Linked DNA regions of Gossypium hirsutum: region 2 is linked to region 1. The links are chromatin contacts, called in public Hi-C maps. All regions are on one chromosome and are shown on one strand. Each heading gives the region's core, a stretch centred on a gene start, on an enhancer-like site or on the middle of the called end of the contact. The rest is flanking DNA. Distances are from core to core; before and after follow the strand shown.

Region 1 (5,763 bases), core at 1,279-3,778:
TCGTCAATAATATTACAAATTTTACCAAATGATTATCTCATTCGATTTAGAGATGAATTTTATTAATAATCATATATACCAAAAGTTTAGTGAGAGTAAGGTTCTATATGTTAATGACATACTGTTTGTCAATAATAAGTATAGCCTCAATCAATGCCCTAAGAATGATTTTGAGATTACAAAAATGCATTAGATTTTTTACATTTTAGCAGTGGAAAGTCTATTGTACGTTCAGGTTTGTATACATTGGAATATTATGTACACTATTAGGATGTTAGGCAAATATTTTAAGCAACCCTGGTTTGGAACATTGGATAGCATCTAAGAGGGTTATAAGGTATTTTTAGAAAACAAAAGATTACATGCTTAGATATCGGAGGTCTAATTAGTTAGAGATCATCAGATATATAGACTCCGATTTTGATGGAATATGGATACAAGATTTTGTCACTAAGGTGCAAATTGTGAAAACAAATTGCAGTCTTTTATTCCAATAGCAATAGGAGCACATCAAAGTAAAAACACATAAACTTTGAGTTCCTAGTTATTAAAGTAAAAGTTCAGAGTGGTTAGGTGCTTATAAAGCATATTAGGACAAACTCCATGATTGCGGATATGCTTACTAAGGAACTACACCTAAAGTTTTATAAGAGCACACTACCTATATGGGTGTAATGTCATTTAAAGGATATTTGGTTTTAGTAGGAGTTTGTACTTTTAAATGCTTTTATGTTATAGACACATTTTCAGTTATTTCAGTTTAAAGATATTAAGTTTATTTTTTGCAGAAATAAAATTTATTTGGTTTATTCACACTTTGATTTTGGTAAGGTTTGATCTCACTAAATAGGATCAGTTGGAAATAGACATGTTTAGATCATATTGCATATAATTCCCATGCTACACATCCATACTTGATCTATGTCATTTGGTTGTGTAAATATACGTGACCATGGATGGATTTAGTTACTATATATGTAAGGAAAGTCGCCTTGGTTCTATGTTAACATAATTAATGGACAAGATTGTTCGGAATACCTTTTGGATATGATAGTAAAATTTTGAGCTCATAAGGTTATATAATGACATGTAATTATAGAGTAATTAGTATATATATGTGCTCCAAGTGGGGGATTGTTGGAAAATATGGACATCACATATATAATAAGGATAATTACATGTTATTATTTACTATCATGATAGGTTAGCTCGAATAAAAGTGATCTAATTTGATTAAAGTTTTATCAGGCTTGAATTATTAAATAAAGTATGGGTCAAATATGTGTAGATACTCTAGTAATTGAGTTCTAATCAAATTCTAATTAATGATGGGTTAATTAGGAATTAGAACTAATATGCCAAGGTTATACATATTAGGATTATGGTCCCTAAATTACACAACAATATATCTTTTCTAATATCTCATCCTTAGAAAAGAGAGAGCAAATATTCTCTGAATTTTTTGTGTGGTAATTTGGAAGATCAAATCCCCAAGATCCGAAAAAATTTCAAGGAATTCAAGGATTTAGGTACGCTTTTGCATCTAGTTTTGTTCTTGATTTATTCTTGATGATTTGACATGATATATCCTGGTTTATTAAGTTTTATTTTTAGACTTATTTTACAAACCTAACACTGGTTTATTGTCGAAACAAAGCATTTCGGTTGATACTGGAATGAAATTGACCACCTTAATCTTAGGAAGTTAAAACTCTAATATATGAATGGCTTGTTCTAGGTAGAACATAACTAAGAGCACTTATCTTTGTTCAATTTAGGAACTTGTGTTTTGAGTACATTTTTGTGAGTAAATTCAAGCGAGACACTTGCTTTACAACTAAACTTTCAAGGGGAAAGATTTAGGGTTATTTTTCATTACTTTTGAAAAATGGTTTTGAAAAGTGATATGAAAAAATGTTTTTAAAAAATTTGGCTTAAAATTAAAGTGTTTAGTATTACTGTCAAAAAATATTTTTGAAAAATAAAATATCTATTTCAGACATGATATTGTAAAGTAAAAATATGCATTAAATAATGTATAAATTTGTTAATATTATGATACTTTAATAAGGATATAAAAAATAATTTATTGTAACTCATTTATTAATATTTTGATATATGAAATATAAATTTAAATATTTTAAAATTCAATTTGAATATATAAACTATATTTTACATATTAAAATATAATCATTTAAAATTTAAATATATAATATTATATACTTGAAATAAATTTCAATAGAAAAACAATTGTATACCGAAAATAAATATTACATAAAATACAGAATGGATCATAAGTTAAAGTTAAATTCTTAAAAAAAAAGGTTAAAAATGTCATTTAACTCCAAACGCGAAAACTACTTATTTAAAATTGTTTATGATTCGTCGATTGAGTCTTAATTCGATTGGTATAGATATTATTACTAATGCAAAAAGACGTGAGTTTAAGTGCACTGAAGCAAAAAGAAATATTAGGTGTAATAAAGATCCAAATAAATACTAACGGTGGTTGTATTGTAGCAAAGGTTTCATTTAGAACAAGAAGCCCATTCTCAAAGAGCCCAATTTTAAAGGAGGAAAATAAAATAAGAATATTGCAGATGCTGAAGTAAAGAAAGATTCACTCTGTCAAAGTCTTTAGGGCTCCTTCCAAAGACACGGAGTCTTGATTTGGATACGCTCTAACATTTGTCCGTACAGATAATTCATACTAAAGATTTAACCGGAAACCAAAGCCATGGAAATGTCCAACGATCTCGATAGGTTGCTCTTTTTCGAGCAAGCTCGTAAAATTTCCGAGGCTACTTACGCTTCCAATCCTCTCGATGCCGATGTTCGCTTTCTGCTTCCTTCGATCTTTTCTTTTTCTAATTAAAATGATTTTTTGGCTATTGTTTAAAATCTTGTTTTCTTGGCAGAATTTGACCAGATGGGCCGGAGCTTTACTGGAGTTGTCTCAGTTTCAAAGCGTTCCAGATTCTCAGAAAATGATTCAAGGTTCTTTAATATATATATATTTTTTGAATCCAATAATTTGTTTTATTGGCTATTGAAATTTATTGTAATTGGTAAAGCAACTAATTTAGATTAGATATGAATTTTTTTCTTCTTTAAATAGATGCTATTTCGAAACTAGAGGAGGCTTTATCTATTAACCCTAGAAAGCATGATGCTTTATGGTGCTTGGGAAATGCTCAGACTTCTTTTGCGTTTCTGACTAACAAGGAGGACGAGGCAAGGCCTTATTTCGAAAAGGCTGCTCAATATTTCCAGCAAGCAGTCGATGAGGTAATTTAATTTTCATTTAGTAAATGTTGGTCGCCATAGTTTTGATTCTGACTATGTATATACTTTCTTGACATGTTTGCTTTGTGATGCATATATGTAGGACCCGAGCAATGACATTTACCTTAAGTCTTTAGAAATATCTGCCAAGGTATTTCCTCTCTCTTTTCTTTATATTGGGTTAATGAATCTTGGGTAATGCTCCGTGTTTCTTGTGATATATATCTTTTAATAGCTACTACAACTTATTGTATTTTGTTGTGAAAATGTGGCGTGGACCTTGTTTAATATTGATGGGAGGAATGTATTATATTTCATTACTTCTTAGATGGATTTGTAGTGATACATATATTAGGAAATGTTAACTGTTGATTAGTTTGTAAACGGTCAATTGATTAGAAATTTTGCGCTTAAAGCCTGTGAGGGGAGGTATCAAGTTCAAAGTTCAAAATGAGCCGTATGCAGTTTGTTCTTTGTGGTCCTCCTTACTTTTATTTCACTCGAGTGCATTTAATTGTTTCTGTATTAAAAGCATCCTTTTCTTTTTCCTCAGGCTCCAGAATTACACCAGGAAATCATTAAGCATGGTTTAGGTCAACAGACGCTTGGGGCTGGACCTTCTACTTCTACTTCCTCCAATTCAACAAAGGCAATCTTCTTAGTTTTTTCCCTTTATGTTTCCCTTCTTCATATCTGCACTTTCCCTTCCCCTTCTTTTTCTCCTATAATCTCTATGTGGCTTGTGTTGTAATGTGCTGCTTAATAGATTGATTATTTTGCACTATTTACATATGCGTTTTAAAAGATCAAGGTTAGTTAGTTGGTCTTTAGTCTTTGTTTTCTGTTGATTTACATTTGATATCTTCTATATTTTCTGAGGAAGAAGTCAGAACGTTCTATGGATTGCAGTCATATTATGGTTAATTTAAGGGATTTACTCTTTTATGTATAACATGCATCATATTCAAGTGCATGCCCAAGCCCCTTAGAGCGGGTTCTGGCCTATGGTTTCTGTCTTTTATTATAGAATTATTGCTTTGAGAGATATGTAGCTTAGTTTGATGGTTATTATTTATATTTCTTTAGAGATCTGAGTGTGAGAAATTGTGCATGAGAGGTTATTTTTCGACATTAGGTTTGATTGGTGAAGGAGAGCTGATGCAGAGTGGTAATCAATTAATCTTTAAGATTAGAGTAGGATGAGATGAAATTGCTTTGGAGAAATGTGTGACATCTAATCACAAGAGAAATTTATACTGTGGCAAAGGACCAACAATGCTTTATGTCAATATGCATCAGGCAGTTAGAAACATAGCATGACTGAAATGAGGAAAGCAGCTGTAGCAGGGTGTAATTTAGGAGAATGCTTTTGGTGATTGAATCATGTATGATGTAGATGTTGGATCTTTTGTATGCCGGCGTCATTTTGTTTTAATGGAAGCAATGTAGAATGGAGAGGGATAAAGCATGCAAAAGATCTGACATACAGTTGCACATATTGTTGAAAGGAGTCTACATCATAGTATAAACATCAATCCAGTGTGATGGAGATAAAGGGTTCATGTAACTCACTCGTGGGATTCTGATCTGAACTAGTGGATTTTCTCCATTTCCTGTGAAATTCTTTTTGCGCCGAATAAGAGGATTATTGTGCTGGGAATAGTATCCTGGCTATTTTATTCACTCCCAGGTCCCAGTTTGTAGGTGTGATTGTTTAAAACTATTTCAAGTTTGTTTCATTTGAAGTGCTTATCTTGTATATTGGTGTTCTGTTGAGGGCATGCTCTTTTCTGATGACCCTTTTTGCATCTGCTTTTGTTTTTCTTACGAATTCTGTCTACCATCTTGCAGACTGCTACAAAGAATAAGACCAGCAGTGATCTCAAATATGACATATGTGGATGGATAATCCTTGCTGTTGGCATTGTTGCATGGGTTGGGTTTGCAAAATCACAAATGCCACCCTCCCCACCGCCACCACCCCCGCTATAAGCGACCACATCAACATTCTCCCGAGTGATTCAGACAGCCTTCATCCTTTTGAGTCGAGACATTTGAAGGAAATTTGAGAACTGTATGTTATGAGTACTTATTTTTTTGACCTTAGTACTTTCATATCAATGATCCAATCTGATAAAGATTTCTGTATGAAACAATTATTTTCTTTCCTTCAAAGCTTAGAAATTTATCTCGTCTGCCTTTGGCTACTGATTCAAAACTAGCCATTTAAAGTACAATTGGTTTATTAACTGGAAAAAATCATTTGACTACTATTGATTACCTTCTTTGACCAGCATTATTATAAAGAATTGGAGCTTCGTTAAAAAATGGCTGCAGTATAGTTGTACGGTAACGAAACCATTCAGTTGATCTCTTTTTGGTGCTCTTTCGCAACTGCACCACCATGCGTGGCGCGGTATCTCTGCCGTGTCAGTTTTAACTATTTTTAGCTAAACTATGGAAAGAAGATATTAATTT
Region 2 (5,763 bases), core at 1,425-3,924, 160 kb before region 1:
TTGGGAAGATAGTTCTCTTATTCTAATAAACTACTAAAACATAAAAGAAAATAGTTCCCTTACTCTAATAAACTACTAAAAGATAAAATAAAAATATTCCTAGAATATGAATAAAACTTATCTACCTAAATAAGATTTATCTACCTAAATAAATTTAAAATATATACATATTCCTAGAATATATACTATTAAAAATTACATTTTAAGATCCTTAGTGGTCCAAGTATTATTTGGTTTAAGAGCACTGACACCATTAACAATATCAAGTAGTGGTTCCTAACCTGTAAGAACAACTCTCTACACTCTCTTGCCTATTGACTTGATAAATGCCCTTATATATATTTTTCAATAGGTGTAATATGAGCCAATGAGCATGGGTGTCTTGGAGATCGTGTTTCCTTCCATGTTTTAGAAAATCAAAAGCAATATCATAACCAAATTCGTTGGTATCTAGCTCTAATATCAATTGAAAGTGTTGAGTTGTGGATTTAGTTGTTATTTAAGTTGTAACTAATTGAACAATTAAAGACTGAGAATGTAAATAGGGACCATAGTAAATTGATTATGCAATTCGGATCCAATTTTACGTGTGTCAGCTTTGCTACAGAGTATCCACTATAATATCAATAGTACAATAAATGATTTAAGCTCTACCTCACTCATACTAATTATAACCTCACTCCTGTACAATTATAAAAGATTTAACTCTCTCACTAGTACTTTCCCTTGTGAAAGCTTAGTCCAAATTGATAGAACAATTTCTTTACAACATAAAAACACTTGCAAATGTTTAGAGTAAAAAATAAAGTAAGTTCTTTAATTTTCACACACAAAACGTAAAAAGTCTCTTTTATATAAGCATTTTGTAGACTTGTAAACCAAACTAGTGTAATTAGAATTAACCAATGTGATTTCGTCTCAATCAAAATTTTCATTATGGAATGAGATAAAGTAAAGATCCCTTACAATTGAACTTTTTTGATTGCATATCTTTATAAATAAAGTTAGCCAATCACATTAGATTACTTTGAATTGTACGTGGTTGACTGAATTTCTTCCTCAGTATTAATCATGAAATTTGCTACATGAGATTCCTTAAAAAGATGCACAAAAAGAAACGCTTTAATTCAGTCAATTATGCAAACAAAATAAACAAATTATAACTTGTTCAGTTGCAATGTGAATTGATACTAAATATTGCAATTGGCAGCATCAATAAGTTTTTTTTTTTGTATATTTGGAAACATCATTTATCTATTGTTAGAGTTGTGTGACCCAAATTCCTATTAACTAATATAAGAGATTGCTTGCAAGTTAAGTTAAACAAAATATATTTTCTTTCTACAAGATTTAGTATTTATTAGTATAATATATTAAGCATTTATTAGCATAATTTATTTGACATATAAATTTAGCTTATAAATAAGCTCTTTTACAACATTAGAAAACACACCCATTAAAAGATTATAACTCATAACACTTTTAGAGAATTTTGTGATTACGTTTTGAGGGTTTTTTTTTCGGGTTTTGAGATTTAATTTTTATCTCCATCTTTTGTACTATTCGTTCTTTTGCCATTATATTAAAATTATCTTTATCCGTAGTTTTTTATTCTCTTTGGAGGAATTTTTTCACGTTAAATTTGTGTGTTTAATTTTTCAATTTCTTCCACTATTTTTATTAGTTTGTTGCTTAATTGGGTAGATTCCAATCGTTATACTCATGTTTGGATATAAGTTAGGTACCATAGTCGAATTTTAATGCTTCGAGAACAATAAAAGGTTGAGGCAACATAGGTAGATTGCATACATGTCATCCGAGTGGGGGACAATAATAGTGGGGGGGAGAGACCTGGCCACAGATGCAGCTTTCTATACAACAGTCAGCAATTTAGCTACTTGACTACTTGGCTAAGACAAGGAAATCCCATTATCATACCAATGACCCTAGAGTAGAGCTGATCATGGGCTGGGCGGCCCAGCCCGGCCCGAAGGCCCGCCCGAAAAATGGGAGAGTTTGGGTAAAAATATAGGCCCGAAAAATGGGCTTAGGCAAAAAAACGAGGCCCGTTTAGAAAACAGGCTAGGCCTCGGGTAAGGGTTTTTTGGCCCGAGCCCGGCCCGAATTATATATTAATATATATATTATTTTTAATTATTTTAAATTTTTAATATAACTATTTTTTATTATATTTTTAATTTGTGTATTGTTTTAAGAATTGTTTTAGTATTATTTTTATTTGTTTTAATATTTGTTTTTATGTTTTTAAATATATTTGATTTATTATATTTTTAAACTTTTTTTATTTAATGAAATAAAAAAAATTTAATATGGGCCGGGCCGGGCCGGGCTCGGACTTAGTAATTTTATTTCGAGCCGGGCTTGGGCAAAATTTTAGGCCCATATTTCGGGCCGGGCCGGGCCCGAGTCTAATAGATGGGCCTGAAAATTTATATGGGCTCGGCCCAAACCCGGCCCGGTCCGGCCCATGATCACCTCTACCCTAGAGCTGCTTGAGAGAGTTTTTTTTTTTTTTTCAGCAGATGCCATTATTGTAGGATGGCACAATATGAGCCTCAAAAACAGCATTAAATTAGCAATACTAGGGAACAGTGACGGTCACATGATCTTAACACAGAATATGAAAGCGACCAAGATGCAAAGTTTTCAACCACTCAATTTTCTTCCATAGATTACATAAGAAACCACTAAAACAGCATTACCGGGACTACGTAATACTGTTCTTTGCACAATCAGGAAAGTTAGCCACATACTTGAGGATGCTAGCCAAGTTATTTATCTGTTCCTAGTGCCCCACGCGAACATGAACTCAGTCCCATCGAGTGTTTGGAAATGGCTCTTAGGTTCCACAAATATCTAGCACCTGTTCAAGTTGGACATATGCAGCTGAATCCATCTGCAATTCAATGAAAAAAAACAAAGAGAGACATAAAAACAGCTACCCAATATACATGGATGGGCAATTGGACACTTTGTTGTCATAGCCTCATAGGTGTTCCATATTAGTAAGATCTGAGGGTTAGGGTCCTACATTTATCTTTCTCTAATATCAAAAGAGTTCCAACGAAATTCTTATACTAAAGGCAGTATCTAAATCTAAGGCCTAACAAGCTAACAGCTATGGAATTCTTTATGTGAAGGGCCTGTGTCCATCCTTGAAAAAGGCTTCAAGAGATGGCCTTGTAAAATGCAACTAAATCTAGGGGCAAATCTGGTAAAATACTTCCTTCGTCTGAAATATCCCCTACGTTGTCGTTTCTAGGTGACGGTGTAGGCCGAGGAAAAAAATTTAAAATCCCTTCTTTTTTTCTTTGGTTTCTAGCTGTTTCGAAGTACAAAAATTTCTCCAATTTCCTCACAAATTTTCATTTCTATTTTGAGAGATTTAATTTAACATCATGTAAGTAAATTTCTTGTTTTTTTTTTCTTCAATTTAACTAAATCATAATCAAAATCGAATCTTTAATTTTTTTTTTTAAAATCCCTCAACAGGAAACATTCAGTAAATCGGCCTCCAACCCCTGATGGTGCAGAAGATCAAGGGAATGAACCCATCCTTCAAGAAATTATTAATATCAAGGTTCTTTTCCCTTCTTTTTATTATTTCATATTTTCTTTTTTCTTTTTTTTTTGGGGGGGGGTGGGGAGGTTCTTATTTATTTACTATGATTTAATTGAATTTGGTAGTTAATTGAAAGCGGGGAAAAAGAGAGATTAATGGAAATGTTAAGAGAAAGACTTATAGAATGTGGATGGAAGGATGAGATGAAAGCTCTTTGCAGGTTTTTTTTCTTTTCCCCACTATTTTTACTGTCTCCTTTGTATCCAGTTATTGTTTAAACTTTGAACTGCCTTGCTTCAAATATTAATTTGTGTATTTATCTGCAATTGATCTTCTTTCTAATCGTTTAACCTATCATTTTTTGTGTTGGCTTAGTTATAATTAATCTAAGGATTAAAATTCATAGTATCCGAAAATTAAGAGAATTTTCAAGTTCTTCTTAGATAAGGAAATTAGAATTAAGTCATGGCTTGTTTAATACTTTATAAATAGTTTCTTTTTTTAGAAAAAGTGGATCAAATTAAGTAGTTGATCAATGGGGAAAAAATTTGTCATGGGGTTCTTAAGACTTCACTTGTTGCTTCCTACTTTGTATTGATGTGGAAGTGGATAATCTTAGAGCCAGATTGTGATGCCAGTGCCCGGTCCCAAATATAAGTGATATGCTGAGTTTTTCTTACTTTTATGTTTTCTGTTACGACAATGGCTAAAAGATGTTTAGGATGGTGATGCGTCAAATTGTGTCTAGCGATGTGTTGTGGTGTTTTAGATAATGACTAATCAATGCCGCAATAAGTTTCTTTATAGTTATGTAAAGCTGTATAGCTTTTGTGGGCTATTTATTTTCATGGAAAGAAAACCAGGGGGATGAAGTGCCGTGAGATAGAGAAATTAGTTCTTTATCCAAGAATCGATTTGTTTTGCTTGGCATTTAAGTTGATTGCAACGTATTCAATTTCCTTTTATGCATCATCTCTATGTGAAATCTTTATGATACTTTATAGAAATCTCTTCCATTTTGATGAATGACAGAGCATATGTTAAGAAGAAAGGAAGAAATAATGTCACTGTGGATGACCTTGTTCATTTGATCACCCCAAAAGGCAGAGGTAAGAATTAGTATTTTTTTTTTCCCTCTATTGTTATACTTGCCCTTATCAGCATTCCATAAGTTGAAGCAATGGATCAATTAGAGTAGAGAGAATTAGTTCATACCAAAGAAAGATCCTCGATTTTGTTCTTGGTATATGCTTCCTCATGCTATGATGTTCCACAGTCCTAGCTGGTGGTTGATAATAAATTGGATTATGTCTGATTTACCCATTTTTAAGCTCATGATTTTTGTCTCTTATACTATTTGCATTTTATTTCCTTATCACCACAGTTAAATCATTGTTTATGCAGCTTCTGTCCCAGACTCCGTAAAGGCTGAGCTATTGCAAAGAATTCGTTCTTTTCTCACGTCCGCTGCTCTTTGACCATCACCATGCATTGATTAGCAAAGAGGGGGGAAAGTTAGAGAGCTTTCAACTGTCGCTATATGGACTTCAATGAAGCCTCAATAGGGTTCGTCTTTAGCATCTTGTTGAATGATTACACCAATGGAATGAATAGGGTTTGTAGCCGTGAGGATGTAATTTCATTTAACCATTCTTGCTGTGATAGGATCAACAAATTACAGATGGTTTCGGTTGTCTACAAACATTTCTATTGCTGGGTTTAAGGGAGGAAAACTGTGCATTAGATCAACATATTTGACCTTGTAAATCCTCTGATTGAAGCTATACTTCTTTCCATGATGAGTATCCTCTTTTTAAGCTATTGCTACACAAATGGCAAGTCAAATGAAGTCATGGTTCAATTATTTTAGCTTGTTCTCTTAGGTGATTGGAATGAGAGATTGAACAAACCTTATTTGGAATTTGCATATTTGCATGCACTTAGAACTTCACTTTGAAAATGAGATTGAAGAATAAGACAGGAGAAAGTTCATATTATAAGCACAAAAATAGACATCAAAGCCTTCAGTTGTTGAGGACTTGAACATTACACGTAGTTGCCATTTTCTTTTGACATCTTGCAAATATATCTTTGATAGGATTTTAATTCATAGCATATTAATGCAAAAGTTTTACAATGCATCTTTCACATGACATGAACGCATTTATTCATATGTGGCT

The links. Hi-C and Micro-C count contacts between places; a contact is called where the count stands out from the background.
Region 2: a contact with region 1 is called in a Hi-C map of leaf, with 2.6 times the contacts expected there. The contact joins the promoter of LOC107956987 here to the promoter of LOC107957043 in region 1. A contact is called at or near these places in 18 of 34 Hi-C or Micro-C datasets (anther, callus, fibers and 3 more).

What each region holds. Positions count from the first base shown.
Region 1 is chrA05:84,371,163-84,376,925 of Gossypium_hirsutum_v2.1, reverse strand. LOC107957043 (mitochondrial import receptor subunit TOM20) reads left to right here and starts at 2,528. Exons shown (of 6, transcript XM_016892476.2): 1 at 2,528-2,833; 2 at 2,919-2,997; 3 at 3,119-3,288; 4 at 3,389-3,436; 5 at 3,839-3,934; 6 at 5,137-5,480. The coding sequence starts at 2,738. The coding sequence ends at 5,277.
Region 2 is chrA05:84,526,667-84,532,429 of Gossypium_hirsutum_v2.1, reverse strand. LOC107956987 (transcription and mRNA export factor ENY2) reads left to right here and starts at 2,674. Exons shown (of 5, transcript XM_016892413.2): 1 at 2,674-3,421; 2 at 3,514-3,601; 3 at 3,709-3,803; 4 at 4,616-4,692; 5 at 4,988-5,382. The coding sequence starts at 3,420. The coding sequence ends at 5,061. It overlaps LOC107956986 (B2 protein), which reads right to left. Exons shown (of 6, transcript XM_016892412.2): 6 at 5,549-5,763.